Regions from separate parts of the Mus musculus genome. Here regions 1, 3 and 4 are each linked to region 2. A link is a contact called in public ChIA-PET, HiChIP or PLAC-seq and Micro-C data. All regions are on one chromosome and are shown on one strand. Each heading gives the region's core, a stretch centred on a gene start, on an enhancer-like site or on the middle of the called end of the contact. The rest is flanking DNA. Distances are from core to core; before and after follow the strand shown. Region 1 holds the start of Socs2 (suppressor of cytokine signaling 2). Region 2 holds the start of Plxnc1 (plexin C1). Region 3 holds the start of Cradd (CASP2 and RIPK1 domain containing adaptor with death domain). Region 4 has its middle 37 kb from the start of 5730420D15Rik.

Region 1 (3,475 bases), core at 344-2,843, 470 kb after region 2:
AACAGACACGTGGAAAATCCCAGGGACTCCTCCGCCTGCGTGTTCTGTACCATTTAACCCCGAGCATCCAGCTAACGCCCTGCCCAACTCTGGGGAAAGACGGGTAAAAAGGGCAGAGATCCAAGACACTAAAGTTGGCCGGAGTAGAGGGGTGAGGAGGGAGACAGGATGAGAGTAAACAAGGTGTTTTCCCGCCGAAGAACTGTGTGCTGGAATTACACACAGGCAGCCCAGGAAACAGTCACCTGCGGGTCCGGATGGATAGGCCTTTGTCATGGGCAAGTGGGGGGTGGGGGTGGGGGGGAAAACATTACACAAAGAACCGGGCAGTTCTCTGCACTTGGCATTTCCATCTTACATTTCGAGCAGCCCCAGGGCCCTTGGGAGGATGCATCCGGCAAAACCTGGTTCCACGCCCTAAAGCGCCGCAGGGCTCCTGGGTCGCCAGCCGAGGGTGCTGCGGTGCGCTAGCGGCGCGCCAGCCGCTGCATCCCTGCCTCGGAGGCGGCCTCACCCCCACTCCTGCCGCTTCCTGGAGCACGCTCCAGACGAGGATGGGGGGCTCAGCGGCGGTCGCTCCAAAACGCGGACCGCGGCTCCTGCGGCTGCCGCCGCGGGCGCTGTCGAGGAATCGGCCGGAGCGTGCAGCCCCCGCCGGAGCTCCAAATGAGGCCGGGGCTGAGCCCGCAACAGCGAGCGCAGCGGGCCATGCCATCAACTGGGACTGAGGTCTTACCTCCACCGCCGCGACTGCCGCCTCCGCACTAGGCAGCCTCCCCAGCGGACAAGGGGCGGGGGAGCCAGGGGGCAAGGAGGGGTGTCCGTCTGAGTTCCCCGGGTGACGTTTATTTGTGGAAGGAGATGCCTGGGGATGCAATCGGCTCTGCGCTCAGTAAAAGCAACCGAGTTTTTCTGCGCCAAAGGCAGACAAAAATCCCAGGGATCGTCGCCTAGCTTCCCCCCCCCCTCTCCGCCCCAGGCTGACACCCCTGCTCGCCAGTGCCGGGTTTCCCTCCAGTTGAAGCGGAGGAGATGGGAGAAAGAGAAGGGGTGGGGTGGGGGAGCAAGGGCGGAGGCTGGCGGGGAGGAGCGGGAGATCAGGTTATTAGGATTATAAATTTGGGTAGCAGTTGTTGGGGGGTGGGGGTGCTCGGAAAATTTCCCGAGACCGAGAAGGAACCCGGGAGAGAGGAGGCAGTTGAGTCCGGATGGGGCAGAGCCCCGACTTGAACTCTCCCGGGGCGCCCTAAACTGCGGACGCCCAGGCGGTCCGCCGCCGCCCCCGTGCTCGCACCCCGCCGCCCTCCCGGCCACTGTCCCCCCGGGCGGAACCTTCGGGCTTCGCGAGCGGTACCTGCCGCAAGCTTCCGGGCTCCGGGCACAAGGGATCTTGAGGGCGCGCGCCTGGAGTCCCGGCGCGCACTGTCCGAGACCCGCGCAGCGTTGGCGGCTGCGGGAGGAAAGGCTCATGCTTCAGGGGGGAAGCCCAAGGCCCGGGAGCCGCAGAGGCGGCGAGACTTGGCAAGAGTTAACCGTCTGTCCCCGGAGCCGAGTGTGCGCGCGACTTCCCAGCCCGACGCGCCTCCCTCGCTCCCCGCCTCCCGCCCCTCGCGCCCCGCCCGGCCGCGGCGGAGGCCGCTTTCCAGGAACTTTCCAGGAATCCGCCTCACGTGACCGCAGCCCCCGCCAGCGCTTTAAAGAGGCCCCGGCCGCTAATGCGCAGGCTTCAAGGGAGCCGGGTGGAGAGAGCCGGTGCGGGTGCTGGTGCTGGTGGCTGCGGGGTGGAAGCCTGCGACTCCGCCCTCCTCTGACCCTGCACCTCGGGGTGCTCGGGAACAAGGAGAAGTCCCCAGCCAATGCCTATTAAGCCACCAGTACCTGCCCCTGTGTCTGCAACAGCTGAGCACCTCGGTCCCGCGAATAGCAGCCCCTCTTCTCCCCAGCCCTCCACGTAGGAGGGAACCTTTAGGCCAGCCATCCACCCCGCTGTGCGCCTGCCAGACGCGACCCTCCTCTCCTCCATGTGGGATGCAGGACCAGCGTGCGGGAAGGGGGCGGGGCTCAGATGTCCGTCCCTCCCTCTCTAAGACACACACAGAGCTAGAGCTAGCACGCCACTGCCCAGGTCGACTACCACTCCCGGGCACCTCGGGAAGCGAACCAGAGACTGTCCCCTCCGCCAGCATCCTAGAAGGCCAGGAAAGAGACGAGCTGAGCGCCTCCTTAAAGCTGCGCAGACTGCCCTCAATCCCTCCCCCCTGGAGCTCCAACTGGTAGTCCCCTGCATCAGCCTTGCCCAGCTTCTCCTTTCCTCCTCAGCTCAACTCCTGCTTGCCCTTCGGGAGACCCACCCTGGCCACCCTACAGAGGAGGTGCCCTTACCTGTGCCCGGGTGGGGTGCGGGGTCACAGGCCTGGTGCGTTTGTCTCTGTGAATCCTTGCAAAGCCAGGGACCCGGAGTTCGTATTGATCCCAGTACTTCTTTCCTATTGGGACCCTCACCTCCCACTCTGTAAGAGGCCACCTAGCCTCCGCGCCGGCATCCAGGCACGCCGGCTCCTGAAACGTGACCCACTTTGAATGTGACCTACTTTTTTTTTTTTTAACAGAAAAACAAAAACAAAAAAAAAACACTCATGGGAAAACCGGATTCGAAATTTCGATAACCATTTTTCTTTGAAATACTGTTCTGTTGCCCCACTGCTCAAAAGCTTGAAAGGTCAATGGCCACTTTTAGTTGAAGCTGTGTCTATGGGGAAGTTGGGCAAGGGTGGCCAGGAGAGGTTGAGAGAGGCGCGGCTTCCAAGCCTTGCCTGGTGCCCCGCCTGCCGGCCCTGGAAGGAAACACAACACGACCGGCCAATTCCAAGGCCCCGAACCAATTTTTATCCACAGTAATTTTTTTCCTCTTAAATAATTCTATGCACTTACAGAATGGTGAACGCGAGGGGAGGACATAAGCCAGCTTACAGGGGCTTTGTCAGCGATAGATTCGTATGTGTGGCCGCGGAGGGGGGAGGCTGTTTTCCTGGAATCTTTGATGGGAAGGATGCCTCTTACTCAAGTTTTAGAAAGCCTGTGTAAAGCCAGGGAGTAACTTAGCAGGATGCTTACCTTCTTTAGGTCCCTAACGTTTTCTGTAAACTTAAAAACAAGATGTCGGTGAAAGGTTAGCATGAACGGACAGGCGGATCCCTCTGGAGTTCTGTGTAGTGAGTTGGAGGCCCAAGTTAAACTTTTTAAGCCTCTACAATGTGCAGGGATAACTAAGACCAACGTTTTATGAATGGTTGATCCTTTCTTGGTAGAAAACCTCAGAGGAAGTGGAAGTGTGTGCCTGTGCTTCTGCACTCCTAAAGGGTTTTGGTTTTTTGTTGGTTTTTTTGTTGTTGGTGGTGGTGTTTTTTTTTTTTTTTTTTTTGAGATCATACAGATTAATTTTTCTTTGTCAGGTGTAGTAAATCTTCCAGCCTCC
Region 2 (3,420 bases), core at 68-2,567:
CAGTCGCTTGAAAGTCCCAGCTGCAGCTCCTGGCGTGCGCCTGGATCTCACTCATCCTGAAGAGGCAGAGAGCCGTGGTGGCGGGGGAGCGCCTCTCCTGGCCCTCTCCAGTGGCCGCGCTGAACACGCCGGCCCAGATGTCCACAGCCTCCACCAGGCTGGAGGAAAGCAGTAGGCGGCGGCCCTCAGGGTGGCCGTGGTCGCAGTCGAGGGCAGCCTGGCCCTGGAACAGCACCTCTGTGCTCTGCGCGATGCGCGCCATGCTGGGCCAGCCGGTGGCAGCGCCACTCGTGTAGTTGTAGGGATAGTAGGGGAAGTAGACACTGCCGTTCCAGAGAAAGGCGTCCACGAAGTGCAGGCTGCCCGCACTACCGCGCAGTTTCAGGCGGCCCAGCTCCTGCGTGGCCAGACTGCGCCCCTCCGTGTTCTTGAGCGCGATAGCCGTGTCGCGATCGGATGCTGCGGGGTTGCAGCGGTTCGCGGTCTCCGGCTCCGGCAGCACATAGGTGGCGGCCACCGCCAGGTACCAGAGGTCGGTGCCACTCGCGCGGTACACCACACCAGCCGTCGAACCCTGCGGGTGACATGACACCACCTCGGTGCCGTTGCGCAGGGAGCTGCGGTTCAGGTTGCCCAGGGGCCGCACCTCGCAGGCGCCCCGGTCGAAGGTCCAGCCGGTGAGCAGCAGCCCCTCGAGGCCGGTCGCCCCCTCGCGGTAGGGCAGCAGTAGCTTGCTGAAGCTGCTCCCGGGCCGGGGCCGCGCGGGGGGCGCCAACGAGACGGGCTCCGTGCAGTTGCCCGCTTGGTCCCGGTATAGGCGAGAGAGCCTGTTCTTCAGGCTGTAGTCCAGCTGGTCCAGGCAGCTGCCGCTCGCCACGAACACGCCGTCCGCCCGGCTCGCCGCGATGGCTCCGATGGCTTGCTCAGATCGCCACACCGGCTCGTCCGCGCCCCGGGCGGGCGCTGCCAGCGCCAGCAGATAGGCGATCAGGGGCAACGGTGCGGCGGGGTACGGGGGGCGCGGCGGCGTCTTCCTCCGGGAGACCTCCATGGGGCTAGGGGGGCCGCCCCCGGGCAGGGCGCGCGGCAGCTCGGGCAGCTCAGGCGCGCGGCGACGGAGACGCGGGCGGCGGTGGCGGCGGCGGCGGCTCCTGCGCGCGCTCGGGCTCCCGCGGCCGCCCCATCCCCGCGGCTCGGCCGGGAAGGAGTGCAGGGAGGACGGCGCGCGGCGGGCTCGCTCCGGCAGCCTGTGCCGCGGCGGCAAGCCCTGCGCGCTCCGGAGACGCTTCCTCCTCGTCCGCCTTCGCCGGAGAGTTCCTCTGTGCGGCGCGGGCGCTCGCGGGGAGGCGCGGAGGGGAAGGGAGGGGACGGGCGGAGGGGAGCGAGGCGGGCGGGGAGGGCTGGAGAGGTTGGGTGCGCTTGTGCGTTTCACTTTCCCATTGTGAAAGTGGGATGCAACTGGCCCCTTCCTCATCCTCTTCCTCCTCCGCCCTCCGCCTCTCGCCCGCCCTCCCTCCACGCCCATCTCCCCTCCCTTCTTGATTCGGTGAGATCGGGAGGAGGGAGGTCTCGTAATTTGGGTTACTGTGTAGGTGGCCTCTTTCATCTATTCATAACAAAGCTGAGCCGCCTGCCGCGGCCGCCGCGGCTGCCACCATCGCCCCTTGCTCGCCCCGGGTTCCCCCGGCGCCGGAACCGCGCACCGAGCTGGCTCCCGCGCTCCCCAGCCCGCGGGGCTGCTCCAACGCCCGGGTTTTGTTTACGAGAGCAGCCCCGGGCAAACGCGAGGCTCGCGGAGCCAGGACCCAGGGTCGAACGGGTTGCGGCGGAGGCCCAGGGCTTGAGCCCCTGGGAGGCTGCCAGGGCGGCTGACAGGTGTGGAGCGGCGGGAGGGGGGCCTGAGAGATGCGCCAGGGGGCTGGGGCCAAGCGGGAGGCGGCTGAGGGGGACCAAGACGCCCCTGTGACCGGGGGTGGGTTTCCCTCGGTCAGAGTGAGGTAGGAGAAAGGCGCCACACTCTCGTTGTGGACAATCCCTCGGGCCAGAGCTCTCATATTTGAAAAGGCTCCCTGGTCTCCCTTGGCAACGGAGTCCCAGGCTCTCAGATATAGCACTTAGAAAGTTCTGCTCACTATCTAACCCTAGTGACAAAAGCTAACATTTATTGAGAACTTGCTCCGTTCTGGGCATAGTTCTAAATGCACCATGTAGATTTTGATTCACTTGATGCTTGGGACAAACAGTATTAATTAGTGACTTGTATCAACCCTACTCGGCTTTTGAGAAAGGTCTTGGAGAAGCTATGGAACCTGCCCGGGTACAGCTGTTAGCAAATAGCACAGCAGAGATTCGAATCCACACCTCACACCGGAGCCTCTTACAGGTTTCTTGCTAGTCCAGTGCCACCTGTGGCCACTAAACTACACTCCCCAGAGAATAAAGGCAAAGGTACATTGGGCTCAGCAGCCAGGGCTCGCATCTCAAGAGTCCGGAGCTCTCTTATGTTTCTAGAGGGGCTCCCTCCACCACTTCATCCAGGTAGCAACTGTCAGCTGGGGTGCTCCCCCCTTCCCCCACCTCGCAAGCCACCGAGAATTTCTGGAACAGAAAGATCACTGTGCTCTGGGGAGCAGGCAAGCTCATGTTTTCTCAGAAGTGGGCTTCCCAGAGGCAAGCCTTGGTGCCTTCAACTCTGTGGTGAATGGAGAGGGAGCTAAAGACCCGTATGGGTCCTTAAGAAATGATCTGCATTCTTCCTAGATCTTCCTAGGACTGCAACTGGTTGCTGTGTGATCTTCTCTTCTTAGCTCCAAGTCAGCCAAGCTCTGGATAGGAATCTGTATTGTTTTTTAAGGGGGCTCTGAATGAGCTTCCTCACAGGTCACCTGCTGCAGGTTTTACACTTCCACAGAACTGCTTAGATCTGTTCCTCCCGCTGCTGAGATGGGAGCTTCGAAAGGCAGAAGGGAGGAGAAGGAACTGGGCAAGAAGCTTGAAAGTCTAATCTAGATGTACAGTACAGTATTAGGGGGTGGGTGTAGCTCAGCCAGGCCTTGACTTCCATTCTCTCTGCTGTACACACACACACACACACACACACACACACACACACACACACACTATTCCTTCAGCAGTGGCTTTTAAAAGATGGTCCGTGGCCATCTTTCCATGTGCAACCTCCTCTTTGGGGACTGGCTATCCTTGTTTCTCTCTGCTGATGGGCAGTGCCGATGCTCTCAGATGTTAGCTGGAGGTCACCTCTTCTGTAGTGTCAGAAAGTAGAGGAGAGAAAAAAGAAGCAGGGAATGTAGGTCTAGGTTGATGTTAATATGGACCTCTTAAGTGAAGCAAATCAAGTGGCTTACTTGCTTAAAAAAAATACCCCCCTCAACTCATTCTCCACCACTTGGAATATTTTAA
Region 3 (3,083 bases), core at 14-2,513, 380 kb after region 2:
CCTCCGACGCCATGCCCTCTGCATCCAAACCGTTGCCCATGCTCGTGGCCCTGGTCCCTCCTAAAAGACCAAATTCCAATCCACTGGGCATGGTTGCAACACTTCCAGAGCTGTTTTGAGGGGATCTCTTTGGGGCCTACCTGTAGGCAGCTCGGCTGTGACTTCCTCTCTCGCCTTCTCCAGCTTCTCTCTTACCCAGGGAAATTCCTGGAGGGAATCGAGGAAGGTGTCAAAAGCTTTGGGGCCCCTGGAAGGCAGGATGTCCAGCAACAGCATTGTCTTCCGGAGGCCTGTGGTTTGAGCTTTGATTTCTTGAATGTGGTTTTCTGTCAAAATTCCTTCCTGGTAAAGGTACTGAAGAACCAGTCCTTCCACCAGTACCTCGGCACCCAGCTCCAGACGCAGGGAGCGGAGTACCTGCTTGTCTCTGGCTTCCATTTCTTCCTGGAAAGAGCCAAAATGAGCACCTAGGTTTCAGGAATGCTGATGGACACCCCCCCCCCCAAAGTCAGTGTATTGCTGCAAACTCATTAATGAGCACCTCAAAAATCAGTCAGGTCTTTATATCTTAAGAGGCTGCTGAGCCACGGTGTTTCCTAAGCGGCTGTTAAGCCAAACCACGGATATTTCAAACACTTCCCGGCATAATGAACGACACTCATTATGGATGTTTCTACCTCTGCTTCTCACGATAATGGGGCCCTATTTCAATTCCTTGTGCAGTAAGAGAGCCAACAGAAAACAGATCTGATCCCTTACTTAAAATGCAATCCCTAAGGATTACAGATTTATTAATCTATTTATATTATTATATAAAATTAAATGCTAGAAAATAGTGGATTTCAATATTGCTTTGCCAGAGTTAGTCCAGCACCCACGCTTTAGAAACTGCTAAAAAGCACCAGGGACATTTATTTATAGACCCTGACCAGCAATAGAAGACAGTCCGGAGGAAAGAAGTTTATAGAGCATTCAAAGAAAGGACAAGCACCCTCAAGAAAATGAGTGTTTGTGTGCCTTTACCGATAAGCCTCACAAGAATTCGGAATGTGGGTCGCAGTAGGGCCGTGAGCACGCATGCATGGGACACTGAATGAGCTCAGGTCGCTAGTGTGCTGCGGGGTGGCTTGCGGTGGCAATGAAGGCAAGGGGAGCAAGGGTGGCGGGCGGGGCTTCTGCCACCCTCAGCCCACACAAGCGGGACGTCGGATCCCAGCCTTGCTCGCGATCTTCCGCCAAATCGGGAGGTGGCAGGTGAGGAGGGCGTGGGTGACCGTTTTGTTTTGTTTTGTTTTGGCAGCGTGTTTCCATTTGGAACTTGTAAAAAGTTCCCTGTCTCGGCAGCTGAAAGCCGTGGTTGTGGCACAGTTAGAGCTACCGACGATTTTCACGGTAAATGAAGCCGCAGACTGTCCTCTCGGAGGAAACCGACCCCCGGCACCGCCACCCGAACCCCGGTCCAGCCCCCGGGAGAGCCGCGCAGGGGCGATGTCGCCACGGCGCGGGGACAGCGAGAGAAGATGGAGTCATCTTACTTACGTCTGCGACCACGTACCGTTTAAAAAAAAAAAAAAAAAGAATAACTAAAACTACAACCGGAATCCAGACTGCTAGGGAACCTGTACCATAAAGACCATCTTTGTTGAGGGCAAAAGTCCTAGACAGGAAGTATTGCGACCATCTTTGTTAAAGGCAAGAGCAGGAAGTGCTGTAGCCATCTTTGTTGAGGGCGCAAGACGTCAGGTTGAAGTTTGTTCCGCCATGTTTGCTGTGGGAAAAGAGGCACACTCTCCTACATTAAAAAAGAGAGAGAGTGGTTTAAAAACTCTAAGGCAGTAGTTCTCAATCTTCCTAATGCTTTGACCTTGTAATATGGTGTCCCCCAACCATAAAATTATTTTTGTTGCTACTTCATAACTAATTTTGCTATGTTATAAATCCTAGTGTAAACATCTGTGTTTTCTGATAAGTCTTACACTGCCACTGTGAAAGGGTTGTTACAGAGCCACAGGTTGAGAACAGGTGATCTACGTTATCTAAGTGAAAGAGTAAATGAATTGTTGAATCTTAACAGAAAAAACTCCATGAGAGCCTGACTATAATAAGCTAGTCAAAAGTTAATCTAGCAGTTAAGCCCTGAGTTCAACTCCCAGTAATATACACCTACATGCACAAATTACTTCATAAAATAAAACAATTAATAAACTCATTAATTAGTTGGGTGACATGTAACAAAAAGGATGTGTGTGCTAAAAAAATTTTTTGACAATAGAAAAAGAATATTTCTACCAGTACCTCCAGTTGAAAATAAAATATCTATAAACATATCAGTAGACACTTATAAATCTCCTTCCTCAACACCTTTCAACTGTATGTGCAAACTTACAATGCTAATATACTCCAGGGTTTCTATGCAGGCACTAGCTGTCTTACTGACAGTGTTTTTATGTAAGTGGTAGGAATTCTTTTTAGCATTTCAAATCATTGCAGTCTAGAGAAGCAGGAAAGTCAATTGTATCATCCAAAATCTCACAGCCAATACAGAGTAAAACCTAAATTCTAACCAAGTCCCTCTGATCTCCTGCTCTTTCCAGTACACCACACAACCATGTATGATTGACTCTATTCTTCTAATGGCAGTCAAAATATTGCTAGTGAATCACCCAACTGTCACCTCCTTGCACAAGCTTGAGCTACACAGAGGGTCCTTCATTATCTTTAGCTCTAGAATCATTGGTCTTTAAAAAAAGGAAAACAATAAAAGGTGAATAACTGTCAACAACAGCTTCGGTGATCATCCAAATGAGTATAGAGATAAATCTCTTGTGCACTGTATAAAAACATTGACCTGTCAATAAAAAGCTGATTGGCCAATGAGCTTAGGCATGAAGTTAAAAGGTGGGACATCCAGCAGAGAGAGAGAGAGAGAGAGAGAGAGAGAGAGAATATGTTGGGACAGAGACAGGTGAGAGAATGACCCCAGAATGCTGATGGAGACCAAAGCAAAAACCTGAGGACCAGGTAACCAGTCATATGGCAGGATTTAGAATAGAATAATGGGGTAATTAATTTATGAGCTAATG
Region 4 (3,152 bases), core at 634-3,133, 510 kb after region 2:
CAGGGGCATCCACCAAACATGGCATAACAAGCTACGATAAGACCAGGCACATGTTCTCACATCAAGGATGGATGAGGCCATCCGGTAGGAGGATAAGAGTCCCACAAGTAGGCAGACGACTCAGAGACAGCCCTGTTCCCTTTGTTAGGATTTCCACAAGAACACCAGGCTATGCAACCATAACACACATGCAGAGGACCTCGGTCAGACTCATATAAGCTCTCCAATCTCTGTGAGCACACATGAATCCCAGTCAGGTGATTGAATCATTTTCTTGAAGTTTCCAAAAATGGTAACACTTTCTTCAACATTCACAGTATGGGAGGTGCTGCGGGAAATATTTTTTTTTAAAGGGCCCAGCACAGTCCCACAAGTTTGCTGGCAATTCTCGGCCCCATGGCAGTCCGTCCCATGGGCTCTGTCTCTACCTGCCAACTCTCTGGCGGGGGCCAGAGCTCCCGAGTTCCTTTTGCTGTCACACCAACCCCACACCACAACTGTCCACCCCATGGTCAGCCACCACAACACCCATTTACCAGGTAGAAGCAAAACTCGTGAAGCTTATAATTAACCAATCAGATTTATGTATCAATAAATTCTCAATTTACAAGATGCCAGTACAATAATTTCAGAGCCAAATGATAATGACGAAAGCTTTATCCCAATTATTCTCACCTTGTGATATCAGAACTACCTGTGGCGGTTAAAGCCACTCTGGTTCCTGTCCACTTCTATCTCAGGCTTCCCTTTCTCGCTGAGACATTCTCTGTCTTTGCAACTCTTAGCTCCGCCTCTCTTTTCCCTGTCCAATCACAGGCCTCCTGCTGCCCTAATATGATTGGACAAGGAAAATCCTGCGACAGGGAGGACCTACATAGTGTGGCACAGGTTTCCTTGCTTCAGAGGTAGGGATGACTCTAGGCTTCCATTACTGTGTTCTGATCTACCTGTTTAACACTCTATTTATAGCTAACCAGTTTCCACTTAACAGGTGTTGCCCTTGATTCAGAATATGGCTTTCAACCCACTGCCCTTTTACACACACACACACACACACACACACACACACACACACACACACACACACACCACACATACACCACATACCACACACACAACACATGTCAGTCTTCTATATCTAGTTTCGTTACATCTCTTCAGACACTGCAGTACAGATTGGCCAGGAGCTACTTTCTTAAAAATGAACTAAAATAAACAAGCAGATGCTTTTCAAGAATGCCCAAGATTGCGGTCTTAAAAATAGAAAACTGGGCTTAAGTAGCAGGTGTCCCAAATGAGTCTTTGAATTGAGGCTAATGAGGTAGAAATGTTTCTAACTTCGCGCTTAACAAAACAGAGAAAGAAGGAAATGCTTATAAAATTTTAGAGACCCTTAAGCCACCCTCTCAGAAAACATGCATGCTCTCTGTCTCTGTCTCTGTCTCTGTCTCTCTCCAAATGGTCAATAACTATTATTAACAAAAGGTTCTTTGTATAAAACCCTTTCTTGATACTAGAAATGTATCCGGCTACCACTAAGAATGTCCTTTGTAAGCTACACTCAAGGTCACGTTCAGGATTTCATGTTGTCTTTATCCTCTTCCCCTCTGTATAATTCCAGAAGTGTCATCTCTACCTAGGATACTTTTAAAAAATGCTAATCTTTATTTCTCTGGCTATTTTTTCATTATAAGTAATAATAATAAGATCCAGAGCCAAGAAGAGGTTTCCCAACCTCTGGCCATCAGATGCCAAGATTTCTAGACACTGGTGGCTTTCTTATGGTGGCAGAGCCAATGCCTCAGGAAAGACAGTACTGAGGGGTAGAGTGAGCAAGGCACAGGTCACAGGGCTGCTAGGGTGGGGGGTAAGAACCCGCCCCTTTTACAGCCTGCTTGCAGAAGTCTGCCCGGCCTCGCAGGAAGGAGAGACTTTGTGTTGGGATACTGGGCTACCTCTGGGCAGGCTGTAGAGGGGAAAGAAATGCTTCAACCAGCCTGGTCAGGATACAATCACTTTCTCAACATTGCCAGAAGATGTACTGTAGTCCTAGGAAAATGTATAATCACCAAATTATAATCATCTGGTGATTCTGGCTGGGGAAACGCCTCCGTTTTGAGATTTTCATGATTAAGAGAGAAAGCACATTGGGCAGGAGGTTTTTCTTTCTGTCCAGTAATGTTTCATGGTCTTCTTGCTGACACTGATGATTCCCAGATCAAAGTTCTGCGCTCCTATGATACTCCTTACCGTTCCCCTCTTCCTGCAAAGAGGCTTTCTCAAGGGGTCCACAGGCTGGAAGTTTTTAATCACCAAAGCCTAAGAGACGAATACCCTGGCCCTTGAACATGTTCGGAAAGAACCAGACCATAGAGAAGCCGAGGAGGGGTTGAGGGTGAGGCCATGTAATCTCTCCAGATCATTTAAAATAATTATTTCTGATTATAAAGTGATACTCGATGGGAATGGTGGCACACGCCTTTAATCCCAGCACTCGGGAGGCAGAGGCAGGTGAATTTCTGAGTTCGAGGCCAGCCTGGTCTACAGAGTGAGTTTCAGGACAGCCAGGGCTTCACAGTGAAGCCCTGTCTCGAAAAATCAAAAATAAATAAATAAATAAATAAAAATAAAGTGATACGCATTCATGTATTCACAGGGCAAATATTTATCTATAATCGCAGGCCCTTTTCTAGATATGTTTTTCACTGGAATCTTTTTTATATTATTACACTATCTTCACCAACATTGGATTTAACACAATATTTTATGGTAGACTGTCTCCCTTTTTTTTAAAGAATCAAGTTCATTTCCAATTTCTCCATCATGTAAATAATATAGCAATGACCTTCCTTGGATATACTGTAGTTGCCCCTTTATCTATGGTTTTAGTTTCTGTGCGTTTGTTCCATGGAATCAGTCATAGTCCGAAAACATTAAATGGAAAATTCTAGAAGTAACCAATTCATAAGTCTGAAATAACTTTTATTACAGGGTAGTACACTCACTCTATGTGTTACTAGTTCTTTTAGTTAATACCTTATTTTGCCCAACTTATAAATTAAGCTATCATAGGGATGGATAGTGAAGAACAAGTATAGTTGGTATCAAGCTTGGTACAGTCTGCAGCTTCAGATGGCACTGGGGGTCTTGGG

Evidence for each region. A called contact is a pair of places that touch in the nucleus more often than the background predicts. ChIA-PET counts read pairs in DNA pulled down with a chosen protein or histone mark. HiChIP or PLAC-seq counts read pairs in DNA pulled down with a chosen protein or histone mark.
Region 1: a Micro-C map of embryonic stem cells shows a contact between it and region 2, with 5 times the contacts expected there. The contact joins the promoter of Socs2 here to the promoter of Plxnc1 in region 2. A contact is called at or near these places in 5 of 39 promoter capture datasets (the SN4741 cell line, cranial neural crest, embryonic stem cells and 2 more), 7 of 484 Hi-C or Micro-C datasets (bone marrow-derived macrophages, cerebral cortex, embryonic stem cells and 1 more), 14 of 115 datasets of contacts at active chromatin or transcription factors (astrocytes, craniofacial prominence, embryonic basal ganglia and 9 more) and 2 of 9 other capture datasets (liver and macrophages).
Region 3: an RNA polymerase II ChIA-PET map of memory CD8 T cells shows a contact between it and region 2, with 15 read pairs. The contact joins the promoter of Cradd here to the promoter of Plxnc1 in region 2. A contact is called at or near these places in 2 of 39 promoter capture datasets (the HPC-7 cell line and neutrophils) and 4 of 115 datasets of contacts at active chromatin or transcription factors (bone marrow-derived macrophages, embryonic stem cells, fibro-adipogenic progenitors and 1 more).
Region 4: an H3K4me3 HiChIP or PLAC-seq map of embryonic stem cells shows a contact between it and region 2, with 2.5 times the contacts expected there. The contact joins the enhancer-like site here to the promoter of Plxnc1 in region 2. A contact is called at or near these places in 2 of 39 promoter capture datasets (cranial neural crest and embryonic stem cells), 13 of 115 datasets of contacts at active chromatin or transcription factors (astrocytes, bone marrow-derived macrophages, embryonic basal ganglia and 7 more) and 1 of 9 other capture datasets (embryonic stem cells).

The regions. Positions count from the first base shown.
Region 1 is chr10:95,415,264-95,418,738 of GRCm38.p6, forward strand. It overlaps Socs2 (suppressor of cytokine signaling 2), which reads right to left and starts at 1,594. Exons shown (of 3, transcript NM_007706.4): 1 at 1,355-1,594. 5730420D15Rik (RIKEN cDNA 5730420D15 gene) reads left to right here and starts at 2,112. Exons shown (of 5, transcript NR_045339.1): 1 at 2,112-2,416.
Region 2 is chr10:94,943,528-94,946,947 of GRCm38.p6, forward strand. It overlaps Plxnc1 (plexin C1), which reads right to left and starts at 1,318. Exons shown (of 31, transcript NM_018797.3): 1 at 1-1,318. The coding sequence starts at 1,051.
Region 3 is chr10:95,322,446-95,325,528 of GRCm38.p6, forward strand. It overlaps Cradd (CASP2 and RIPK1 domain containing adaptor with death domain), which reads right to left and starts at 1,264. Exons shown (of 3, transcript NM_001330138.1): 1 at 1,024-1,264; 2 at 141-444. The coding sequence starts at 438.
Region 4 is chr10:95,452,653-95,455,804 of GRCm38.p6, forward strand. No RefSeq gene overlaps it. Among named protein-coding and RNA genes, the nearest start is that of 5730420D15Rik, 37 kb to the left of the region's middle. Within about 2 kb of position 1,884, at least 11 of the 459 cell types and tissues checked have an H3K27ac peak or open chromatin away from gene starts, as enhancers often do. A contact at or near this core is called in embryonic stem cells, where this site is marked.